Linked DNA regions of Macaca mulatta: region 1 is linked to region 2. A link is a contact called in public Hi-C data. All regions are on one chromosome and are shown on one strand. The core of a region is the stretch at or near the end of the contact, and the rest is flanking DNA. Distances in the headings are between cores, read along the strand shown.

The links. A called contact is a pair of places that touch in the nucleus more often than the background predicts.
Region 1: a Hi-C map of fetal cortical plate shows a contact between it and region 2, with 2.6 times the contacts expected there. The contact joins two enhancer-like sites. A contact is called at or near these places in 2 of 14 Hi-C or Micro-C datasets (fetal cortex germinal zone and fetal cortical plate).

The regions. Positions count from the first base shown.
Region 1 is chr3:31,297,903-31,303,745 of T2T-MMU8v2.0, forward strand. All of the region lies in intron 3 of LOC114676844, which reads right to left. Among named protein-coding and RNA genes, the nearest start is that of MIR99A, 120 kb to the left of the region's middle. Within about 2 kb of position 1,844, at least 15 of the 40 cell types and tissues checked have an H3K27ac peak or open chromatin away from gene starts, as enhancers often do. A contact at or near this core is called in fetal cortical plate, where this site is marked.
Region 2 is chr3:31,128,444-31,133,880 of T2T-MMU8v2.0, forward strand. The region is part of intron 4 of LOC114676844; the gene reads right to left. It overlaps MIR125B-2 (microRNA mir-125b-2), which reads right to left and starts at 703; the gene lies at 615-703. Within about 2 kb of position 3,603, at least 9 of the 40 cell types and tissues checked have an H3K27ac peak or open chromatin away from gene starts, as enhancers often do. A contact at or near this core is called in fetal cortical plate, where this site is marked.

The DNA of each region.
Region 1 (5,843 bases), core at 594-3,093, 170 kb after region 2:
GTTAATATTTGATTACTATAGTATTTCATTGACATTCGTGAATTTAACTCTTAAAACACTAGAGTATAAAATTGGCTTACAGAACAAAATTCAGTTATAGTAATATCAAAATTAATAATAGTTCCAGATATGGGATGTAAGTACCTTTGAGCTTCAAAATTTCTTTCATGAAAAATTATCTTTTTATTGCAAAACAGCAATTAAACACAATTACTTAATGCTATTCAGCCATGTCTATGCACCAAGCATTTCTATTAAAACATTTGTTAGAAATAATATCAAGGTGTTAATAAGTTTTTAAAATTATATAACAAATGCTGACATTTTAAAAATCCCAAATGCTACATTTTAACATAGACAAAAACACTATTAAAACGTTAAGCTTAATTGCGCGCACAACGAAACTTCTAGAAAACTCCATTACTTACTGTTCACTGAGTATTACTTACAGAGACTAACAATTTTAAGATTTCATTTGTTATTTATCCTGCAGTATTTTGAAAAACCTTTTTTGCACTGTATACTTCTCAATAAGATGATCATACCTACTCTGGTCTGCTGAGAAAAACAAAAAATCAGTAAATCTTCTTTAAGACTGTGCTTGTTCCATCGTATCTTAGGTGGCAACAAGCAAGGAATTCATAATGATAAAAGCACCAATATGAGAAAAAAATATTTAATGCTTGTTTCATATTGACTGTATAAAGTCATTTTGACATGCCTATACAACTGGTTGTGGCAGCTTTCAGACATGATTCCAGATCAAAAAAAAAAAAGAAAGAAAGAAAGAAATTGCTCCAGGTTCTTTAGAGAAAGCTTGCCGCTGGGAAGTTGATTTTGGCCAGGTGCCAAAATCATGTGCAAAGGGGCCTCATTATGGATTCATGGCAGCCTTCAGCACTAACAAAAAATGTGACCCAACAGGCTAAATCAGCGACTAAAATTAAAAAGTAAGAGACAAAGACAACTTACTTAATATTCCTTCCAAAGCAACATTAAACTTTTTTTGGTAATTAAACCCTTATTAGTATAATGCAGTGTTCCTCTGTCCTCAAATGATTGTACAATTACTCTTTAAAACTTGTCAATTTCCCTTCTAAATAACACTTTCTTTCTGTGGCAGTTTACAAAGATTTCGCTATATAATAAAACTCTATATCCACTGTAATCGGTTCAATAGAAGAAAACAAAATTGTAAAAATGCAGACGACAGTATTCCTTTAAGATTTAAACAAACAAACAAAAAATAAGCAAACAATCGTCAGTACATTTTGAACTTCTACAAAAGTGAACATGCACCCTCTAAACTCACACTGGTTGCGATGAAGCAGTCTCACTGCCCAATTTTCCCCAAAAAAAGTACATTTGATATCGCAGTCTTACCTAGATGTCTTCTGGCTTTTCTGCAGATCAAAAAGTTTCCTTCCTAAGCACACAGATATTCTTTCACAAACCATAAAGGCCCTTTTATGAATCCAGCACTGTAACAGGCTACCTTCCACACCACGTTGAGAGCCCAGTGTACAAGCTCTCAAGATAAAATACGTTGCTAATACACAATTAGTGGGAGAGGTTGTCTACTGGAGAATTTATCTTAACGAAAGGAGGAAAAAAAATAGAAGCTTTTTTTTTTTTTTTTTTTTTTTTTTAAATAGCAAAAAGGGTGCGGTCAGATGTTAGGTTTTGCCTGAGAAAAGGGTTCTACACTACACTAGTACCTAAACACTAGCAGAAGCTGCCTGGGAAGGGAGCCAATGGAAGGACTTTGTTTGACCCAGCTGCCAATCTCCCCTGAAGCCGTGCGCCAGACTAAACACTCACACTATTTTAACTCAAATCAGGCTACAGCAGCTGTTTGCTTTCCGGCTCTGAGCTCTGCACCCACCATGGCCTGTGCAGTTCACCCGCGAGCTTTGCTAGCTGCCTGGCTGAAATCTGTTCCGGGTTGGGATTTGTCATTGGGGAGCAAATATTAACCCTATTCCTCATGGTAAATCTGGACTGTTTGTTGTTCAGCATTTGGATCTGGTCATTGGGGTAATTTCTGATCTTTTAAATGAAGACTGATATTTTATATCATGGAGAAAGTTTGAGATTTGAAGGTAACAAGGATTCCTACGTTTCTTTGAAATTCAAATGTAAACTCTTCTGATGTGTTCCAATTAACACTAAAATAGCCCTTGTGTGTTCCTACAAAAACAAGGTCCCTAGAGTACACCCCTAAGAACAAAGATGGTACCCATTCACTCCAACCTAAAGCTCTTCCACTATAGCAAGATGGTTAAGTTGGCATCACAGAGTCGGAGAGACTCACGTGGTTGCAGGAGTTAGCACTGACTCCTCAATGCTCAGGAAAGTTTCTCCAAAAGCAACACCTAGGCACACAAGAAGTTTGCTTTCCTTGTGTGAAAAAGCATCAAGTGACCTAATTTACCATTCCTAAATTTCTAAGCTTATTTAGTTGTTAGACTAAGTGTAAAATTCACATTCTGAATTGTAAAACGTTATGCCCACAGGTAGTCTGAGGTTAAAAATAAACTAGAGAGAAGTTAGTTAGGGAATGTACAATTAAAGTCATAATCAAAATGATCTGATTGTAGGAGGGGGAAGAGATCCAATAATGAAGATTGATTGCACAGGAGATAGGAGCCAAACATTATGTATGTGGCAAAAAGAAACCAGAAAGTCATTCAACATGTGGAAGGGAGAAAGAAGCTCAGAAGAGTGTAATAACATGGACCATAACTGAGTTATTTTTACTCCTGACCAAATTCCTTCCTATTGGACGACGATGGTGAGAGAAGCCAGCACGTTTCTCTTTAGAGATTTTAGTTTCCATTGTTGCATCAGGCAAAAGGATATCTTTTAACGTAAGGCAAATAGACAGAATTTTTGTTTTTGTTTATTAATGTAACGAATTTTGATCTAGCTATGAGGGTTCACAGTGCAGTCAGAAGATGAACAAAAGTGAAATGTTCCTGAAATACACCAAAGCTGTGTCTTCAATTTTTTTTTTTTTTGTCAGAAAGTTGTTTCCTCTGCTTTAACAGGAGAGTTTATTTTGTTTCTATTCTTGCCCCAAATGATAGGTCTGTTTTCTTATTTTAGAAACTAGAGATCTAAATTACAAAAAACTGTAATTTTATAATAAAATGTTATTTCCTCAGATAGGAGGTAGAAAAGATGCCTATAGAGAGGCTGAACTATTAGGGTTTATAGGTGCACAAAAACTGAAAGGCCCAATTAATTAAAAATGCATGTCATGATAATATTGCATAGCAAATAGGGCTAGTATCCTTATTTTGAAAGTGATCTACATGTAAACTCAAAAGATTCCCATTGGATCTGGCTTCATATATAGCAGTGTATAGTTTGATGCTCAGAATTCTTATGGAATCAAATCAAATGCTGGGAAATGATTTCTTTTGTGCCCCCTTTTTTTTTCCAATGTAAGAAAATATTCAACTTGTTTCTCTGAATGGTCTATTACAATCTACAAATCACCCACCATCATACTGCTATATATATATCTGCAGTAGCTATAGACTGGCAGTCCTATAGTAACATTTGTTGATCTCAGCAATCACTTCCTTACACTTCTTTTCTGTCTTTTCGTTAGACATCTCGTGCACAATAGTGGTTAATTCCTATCATGACTGTCACAGGGTGAACTGTCTCCCCACCAATTCAGATGCTGAAGTCCTTACTCCCAGCACCTCAAAATCTGACCGTATGTGGAGTTAGTGTCTTTAAAGGGGTAATTAAGTTAAAGGAGATCATTAGGATGGGCCGGATTCCAATGACTGGTGTCCTTATAAGAAGAGGAGGTTAAGACACAAAAACACAGAGAAGACCATGTGAAGACATTGGGAAAAGATACCCATTTGCAAAGCAAAGGATGAGGCTCAGAAAAACCAACCCTGCCAGCGCCTTGAGCTCAGACTTCTTGCCTCCAGAATCAGGAAAAAATAAATTCCTATTGTTTAATCCCTTCAGTCTATAGTTGTTATTTGTCGAAAACTAATACAATGCCTAAGTTAAAAGGAGTGAAAAATTGTCCTATCTACGACTGGAATACAATTCATTTCTATACTCAAGTGTTTCTATACTCAAGTGTTTGACTTTGTCCAAGACAGCATGGAATGTACAAAGGAATTGTAATTCATTCACATTTTCCAGAAAAGAGGAAAAACTGTGTGTAGACCAGAGTTTTATATAAAAGGAATAACAAGGTGCTGAAAATGAAGGAACATAAAATGCAGTTGCCACTTTTCCATGATACTTATTTTCATATTTTGAACAGGAAAACGGTGCTTAACTCATTTTGTAAATAATAAAATAGTATGTGCACAATTAATACATACAGGTTAAAAGTAATTGTGGAATAAATAGGTGCCTAACTTTTCCTTTGGGATACTCGAAAATGGTATGTGAAACTTTTGATTTTGAAAGGCAGTTCTGACACATGGACAACTCACATTCAAGTTCTGATGCTAGATAAAAACTTAATATCAAGAGTTGGAAGCAAAAAAAGCTAGTCTTTGTTAAGTGGAGAGTGCCAATAACCTATGCAAAGGGAAGAGACCCTAAAGGAAAAAGGAAAAGAAAAGTGGCCTTATGATAAAGTCTGTCTAAAGGTAAATGAAGGAAGACTGAAGGTGTCAAAGATGAAAGAAATTAGAAGTTTAATCAAATATCTCCCCCCCAAAAATCATCTTTGCCCATAAGCAAAGCAACAAACACCCCACTCACACGGTTGGAAGATGCAAGGTAGCTATGGGAAATACATTGGAGTAGGAGTATTTTGCTGCTTGTGGTGGGCAGGATTCTAAGATGGCCCCAAGCTTTCCACTCCTGTATACTTTGACTTCCCTAGTAGGTGGGGTAGAACCTGTGAATATGGTAAGATAGTCGCTTTGTTGTTAAGAGTCAATGATATTTCCATCTAAAATTAGTAGAGTGAGAAAGAAGAAAAGAAGCCAATTGCAAATGAATCCACTTGCCCAGAAGAGGTAAGGAATAGGTGACTGAAATTGCCATTGTGACAAGATACCATTTTACCTAGCCACAATTCCCACCCGATGCCACCTGAACGTGACTACTCATCTATTCTTCCTTTGGCTCACCCGGTCCTATCAAAAATTCTGTTTAATGCTGACCCTGTGTGGGGCATTGGGCTGTCATGTGGTATAAAAAACACAGCCTTTGATCTCGTGATGATAGTCTAGGAAGCAAACTGAAAGCAAAACAACCAGTTCTAAAGAAAATGGCACTGTGTTGAGCACATTAAAATGCTGAGGTGGTAGTGTCCAGCGGTTTCGTAAATGTGATAGAATATTACAACAATATTAGTAATTATCACATATTCAAATAATTTCAATAAACAAATTATGGAGAAAGGAGCTATTATGAAAAATGCCATTTTTTGTCATCCTACAGCTATTATGATATCATTGTCTTAAAACAATTAAATATAATACTGGTTGCGTGAAACTACAATTGTTAGTCTCTTTTATGTTTTTATGAAAATATTTCCCCTCTACTTCTCATGCTAGTTGAGACCAAAAGGACTATTTATCTCTTGAAATTCTGACCTTTTAAAATAAAATCTGAGACATAATCTTTCTGCACAAAATCCCATTCTTACTCCAAAGTAAATTGCAAACCATGCTACAATGGCTTTCACTTTAAGCAAGATATGTTAATAATGACATGGTGTTTTGAACACTTATTTCTTTTTTTTTTTTTTTTTTTTTGAGGCGGAGTCTCGCTCTTTCGCCTAGGCTGGAGTGCAGTGGCCGGATCTCGGCTCACTGCAAGCTCCGCCTCCCAGGTTTACGCCA
Region 2 (5,437 bases), core at 2,353-4,852:
AGAGTTGTTAAGACATATAAAGTATGTTGTTTGGATAGAAGACTCAGAAAGCACTGGCAATAAATACAAAGTATAAAACAGCATTCTTCTTAAATCGGTAGTAAAATCTAATAGGGTCAATAAAGAAGATTGTAAATCATGTTATTTCTAGGCCTCAAGCATGATTATAGCTGTGTATGACATAGTCTAAGCCATAGTTATATGGAGACATACAGGATTTATTTAAGTAGCTAATGTATATATTTCAATGCATATGAAAGAAGTTATAAATATAATTCCCTCTCTTCATTAACTGAAGAGATACCCTCTTATACTAGCCACCATAAAATGCACGAAAAGAAGCATTTTAGAACACTGATATTTTAATTTTGCTTCTTACACAGGTTTCTTATATTGCTTTTGTATGATCGTTATAATACAAATGCTATTTCAGTGCAACTGTGTAGTCACTTTAGAGTACAGTTTCTGACAATAGTATTTTTGGGGTTGGGTCGTGGTGAAAACATTACTGATGATAAGGAAAAGCATTGTTCTTTTCTCCTAGGCAGAATCTATGTATGTTCTTTTGTTCTGGTGGTAACTGCAGACAATCAGTAAGGTCCAAAGCTGCTGGTTCCCCTCCGCCTAGGTCCCAAGAGCCTGACTTGTGATGTTACTAAAATACCTCACAAGTTAGGGTCTCAGGGACTAGGAAAAGTCTGGTTTGATGCAGGAGAATTCTTCTTCCAGAAATAAGGATAGCTTAGAAATTACAGCTGGGTTCACTTAGGCTTTTACCTCTACATACTATTTAAAATACATAAGTAGAAATATATATGATATATAAAAGTTAGGATGAGCTGAGTAATCACGACGACCGTTTATAGACTAAGTCCAGACCTTAAAATAATGAAGAATATGAGAAACAAGGCAGACAATGAACACGTAAGAGTCATTCCATTAGATCCATAGAAAGAGACTAAACATGGGTTAAAATCTGCTTCTAGCAGATTTGTACAGCAACACCATAGCCTCTATTACATTAAAGAAGGATTATATGCCAGTTAATGGGACCCTAATTGAAATTTTGCTTCTCATTACACTGCTATACAGCACAACTGGTAAGGTGGGCCCAGGACATATAACACTTCACATCGGATTCAAATATATACCGTTGCAGTTAAGAACAAAACAAAAACTTTTCTGCATGTCATAATTTAATACCTCTGAAGCTTGATTTTTCTCTTTGAATCTCCAAACTATTCAGACAGCAAATATTTCCACGCATACTCTGTAGTTATTTGAGCAATGCCACTTGATAAACATGTAATTTAAAATGCTGGCAACATCATAAAAAAACCATGATTCTATTCCTTGAATAATTACATTATAAAGCTCAATACTTTTAAAAATACACAACCCCAATCCTGTATATTCACTGAATTTCCTCCGATCTTTTAGCCTTGTTTGTGGTTCGAGAACAGAATTTGTACTTTAGGAATGATCCAAGGTTTAGTAGCATAGAACGCAGGGTAAAACAATCGGACCAGCCATAATATAAAAGTCCTGGCCACAGAAGTGGAATCTGGCTCTTCTGAGGTGGTTGATCTTAAAAGGGAAAAGAGGAGGAAAAAAAAAATGGAAAGAATTAGAATGTTTTCCTGTAGAACAGGTGAATCATCCATTTCCAAGTAAGCTGCAAGGAAAGCTATGCTGCACAAAATATTTGCTAACTGGCCCCCCTCCTCCACCCTAGTACCACACCCCTTTCCAACCACCACCCCCCACCCCCTGTCCAGATCTTTACTCTGCCTTGTAGACTTTAAATATTCTGCTCCATGATGTAATGCATCATTATATAAGATCTCTTTCTGTTTATCCTTTGATTTCCCATACTGAATCACTTATGGCTTAAAATAAATAGTTAAAAAACAAAAACCAAAAAAACAAAAAAGCAGCACTCACAAAAAGCGAAAAAATAAAACAGCCCTTAGATCTAAGTCCATGCTTTTCCCTAAAACTGAATATGGCTTTACAGTTTTTGACCATAGCATTCAACCAATTATCAGAATGAAAAATCTCACCCCTCCATAAATATGACATTAACATAATTATACCACCCCCATCACGGAGACCCATCCTCCTTAGGGAATACATCTGATGCTCCAAAGATGGAAATCAGTCAGATTTTAGTTGCTCTCCAACGTACCTTTGCTTCTCACTGACTGACTGGCTTTTACCCTCCACGCACTCACACGCCACCCCCTCCCCTCGGCTAGACACGGATGCCCGAGCGAGCACGCGCGCGCACACAGGCATACAGACACACAGCGAGAGGCGAGGCAAAGCATCTGATGCTGACTCAGAGCGCTTCTGTGAGCAGGGGGTGGCAGCGGCTGGTATTTTCACTGCGCTCATCATTAACATTAACTCACAGTCTAGCATCCACCCTCTCCCAGACCTGCTGGACTGCAGCATTTGCATGACGCTGTCACTCTAGCCTTTGCAGGTCAGATGATGGAAGAAAAAAACAGAAAGAAAAGGAAAAAGCCTCAAGGCTGTCTCATAAGAAATGCCTTCATTTCTTCCAGGGTCTCCTCATTTTTTCCGCCTTTCTACTTCCTCCCTGGCTGTTTCTCAGTTGTTTGACATCTTTCCGGAAGAAACTGTCTTGTGCTTCATTGAGCCAGTCGCCAGCTGGTCCTCCCCTCACCTCACACTCCTGATCCCCACCCCTTTCCCCCGCTAATCAATAAGACGGATCTCCAAATGCAGTTGTGGAAACAGGCTCCGGCACAGTCTCATCCTGGATCCCCTACCTCAGGAAGCAGGCAGCCAGGCTCACACGTGATAGAGAGTAGTAATGCCAGCAATTCTTTAACAGCCCTAGACTGTATTCCATGCCTTCATTTTCCCCACCTTGGTCGAAGCAAGAGCAAAGGGGACTTTCCACTTCTATATGAAGCCCCCAGGCAGCCCAAGAGACACATGAGTGAGACCAATCTGTATAGATCAATCATTTCTATGTGATAATGAAAAAAAAAAACCCTATGATTTTAATAAAAGTAATTGCTTAATATTTTTATTAGCTGTGCTCTCATTTCACAGGAATTATAAGACCTGCCAGGATCTGAGTCATCAATATGATTTAAACTGTGTTGAAATCCTAAGTTGCTTAATAAAATCAACCAACAGAGATATTAGTATATTTTACTTTTTTTTAATTTAAGAACTTTTAAAATAATAACAAATAGCTGTGTGGCAGTGGATATGTAAAAGTCTTTGAGACTGAGACATGTTTGCAGCCTATAAATATGAACCATTGACCATATATGTTTAAATAAAATATGGATTCTTGTACATATGTGGAGACAACCTATTATATGTATTATTACAAAAGGAAGTAAAACATTTGACTGAACACAAATGTGTTTGTGCTACAGTGTTTCACAACACAAAAGGCAATATATAGGTATTTACTCAGTTCCTTTGTTCTTCAATTGCTCCCTTTAATGACAGAGTGTGGTAAACTGCCTACCTTTCCTTTCTACATGAACAGCATTTCTGAGTTACTTGCCAGACAGAGCTAGCCATCAGTGACTCTGCAGCATACAAGAAATACATACAAAGGGAAGCAAAGTACGGCAATTCTCAAGCCAACTCTAATGCTGTCTGGTGCTGTAGAAATTTCAGTTTATTCACACAGACAGATCCCAGCATGCAGTGCGGCACTGCAGGCTCAACTAAGGTAGCAGATTGGCAACAGATCTGTGGCAACAAACAAGAAGGACAACCATTCGCAGAGGTTCCAAAGAAAACATCACACAACCTATAAAGAGATAGAAGCATCGGTAGTAGGGTATGCATCTCTAAGATGAGTTCCTACAGGCTCCTGATTTGAAAGCAGAAGAATAAACCTCTCAAACGCAACAACAAAAATAGAAAAAGAAGTTGGCACCAGAAGGAAACAGAATTAAGAATATACTGTAATAAGAGAGAAAGGCAAGAAGGAAAATAATAACAGAGGGAAGAAGAAAGGGAAACACAGAAATGGGAAGAAGGAAAGGAAGAATGAAAAAGGGAGAGAAAGAAACAGATAGTGAAAAATCCCTAAGCATTGAAGCAACAATCAAATACGAAATTAAGTTTCTGACCTGGAAGAATAGGAATAGTATTCAACAAGCTTAGAATCTAATGAAAAACTAAAACAAAAATTAACGCATGTGCAGCATAGCTTAAAATACTTGCCATTAACATTGAGATTCCTGCTGACTTCTTCCTGTCCTATGTGGATTAAATAAATCGGTCATCTCTTAATCCCCCTTTGCTCAGACCTAACTTTTTTTTTTTTCTTTTTTAGCTCTTGGCATCTGTATCCTTTATGCTATTTATTTTTCTAGACAGTTGTCCACAATACTTTGGATAAATTAATGTCATGACCTTGCTATGGCTATCAGACATAAAATGTCGACTATTTTAATAATTGAACATGTGCTTACAGCAACTGCCTACTGATATCCCAGCTCTGTGGACTCCACACGAGCACTGCACTCCTAGCTCTGTGAATCAGAAACAACAAATGCAAATACAACTTTTTTTTCCCCCCTAATCCATGCTATCTCTCTATTACATACAGAGATAGACACACACACAGGCCTTAACTTTACAGAAGGCATAATGATATTAACTGAGGAGTTTAGAAAATCAAGAGGAATAAATATTTGCAAAAAAAAAAAAAAATCATACTTATAACTGAATGGCCACACATTTAAAATATTTATATCCAGATAGAGGTTAGCCAGGTCCGAGTACACAGGCTTCTGGTAGGATTTCCGTTAAGGCCAATGGGAATGCAGACTTGATGAAATCAATATTTATTTGAAAGAAGATGTTGTAATCAATGAGTTCAATTACCACTGTCATATACACAGGTTTAAGGTCTCTTCTAATTCTTAGCATCTTATCATCAACACAAAAGCATCCCTAAATCAGAGTTTATACTTTGACTGTGGCTAAAATATTTACAAAGTAAAATTTTGATGCTCTTTTACATTTAATTTAAGTCGTATAATGCAAATATTGCCTTGCGAGATCAACTATTTTTATGTTTTTGGAGATTTGTTCTGTTAACTTTCTAAAAAATAAGCAAGACAGATCTGAATTTAACGTCAAAAAATATTTTCAGTTAAAGGAAGTAATAACTGACTACTCTGAAATACTTTCATACAACCTGCCTTCTACCTTACTACTAAGGCAGGAATCTTTTATTTCTTACAAATGCCATTTGAAATCAGTGCTAAGAAGGGGATCATATTTAATTTCTTTAGTGAGATTTGGAGTAAGAAGGATAGAAGACAAAAGACAAAAAATCAACTACAGTTCAAATTTTGACTCAAAATTCATGGATGTGCAGAATATATTATTACTTGCATTTTTTCTTTGTTTTACTTAACCTGCA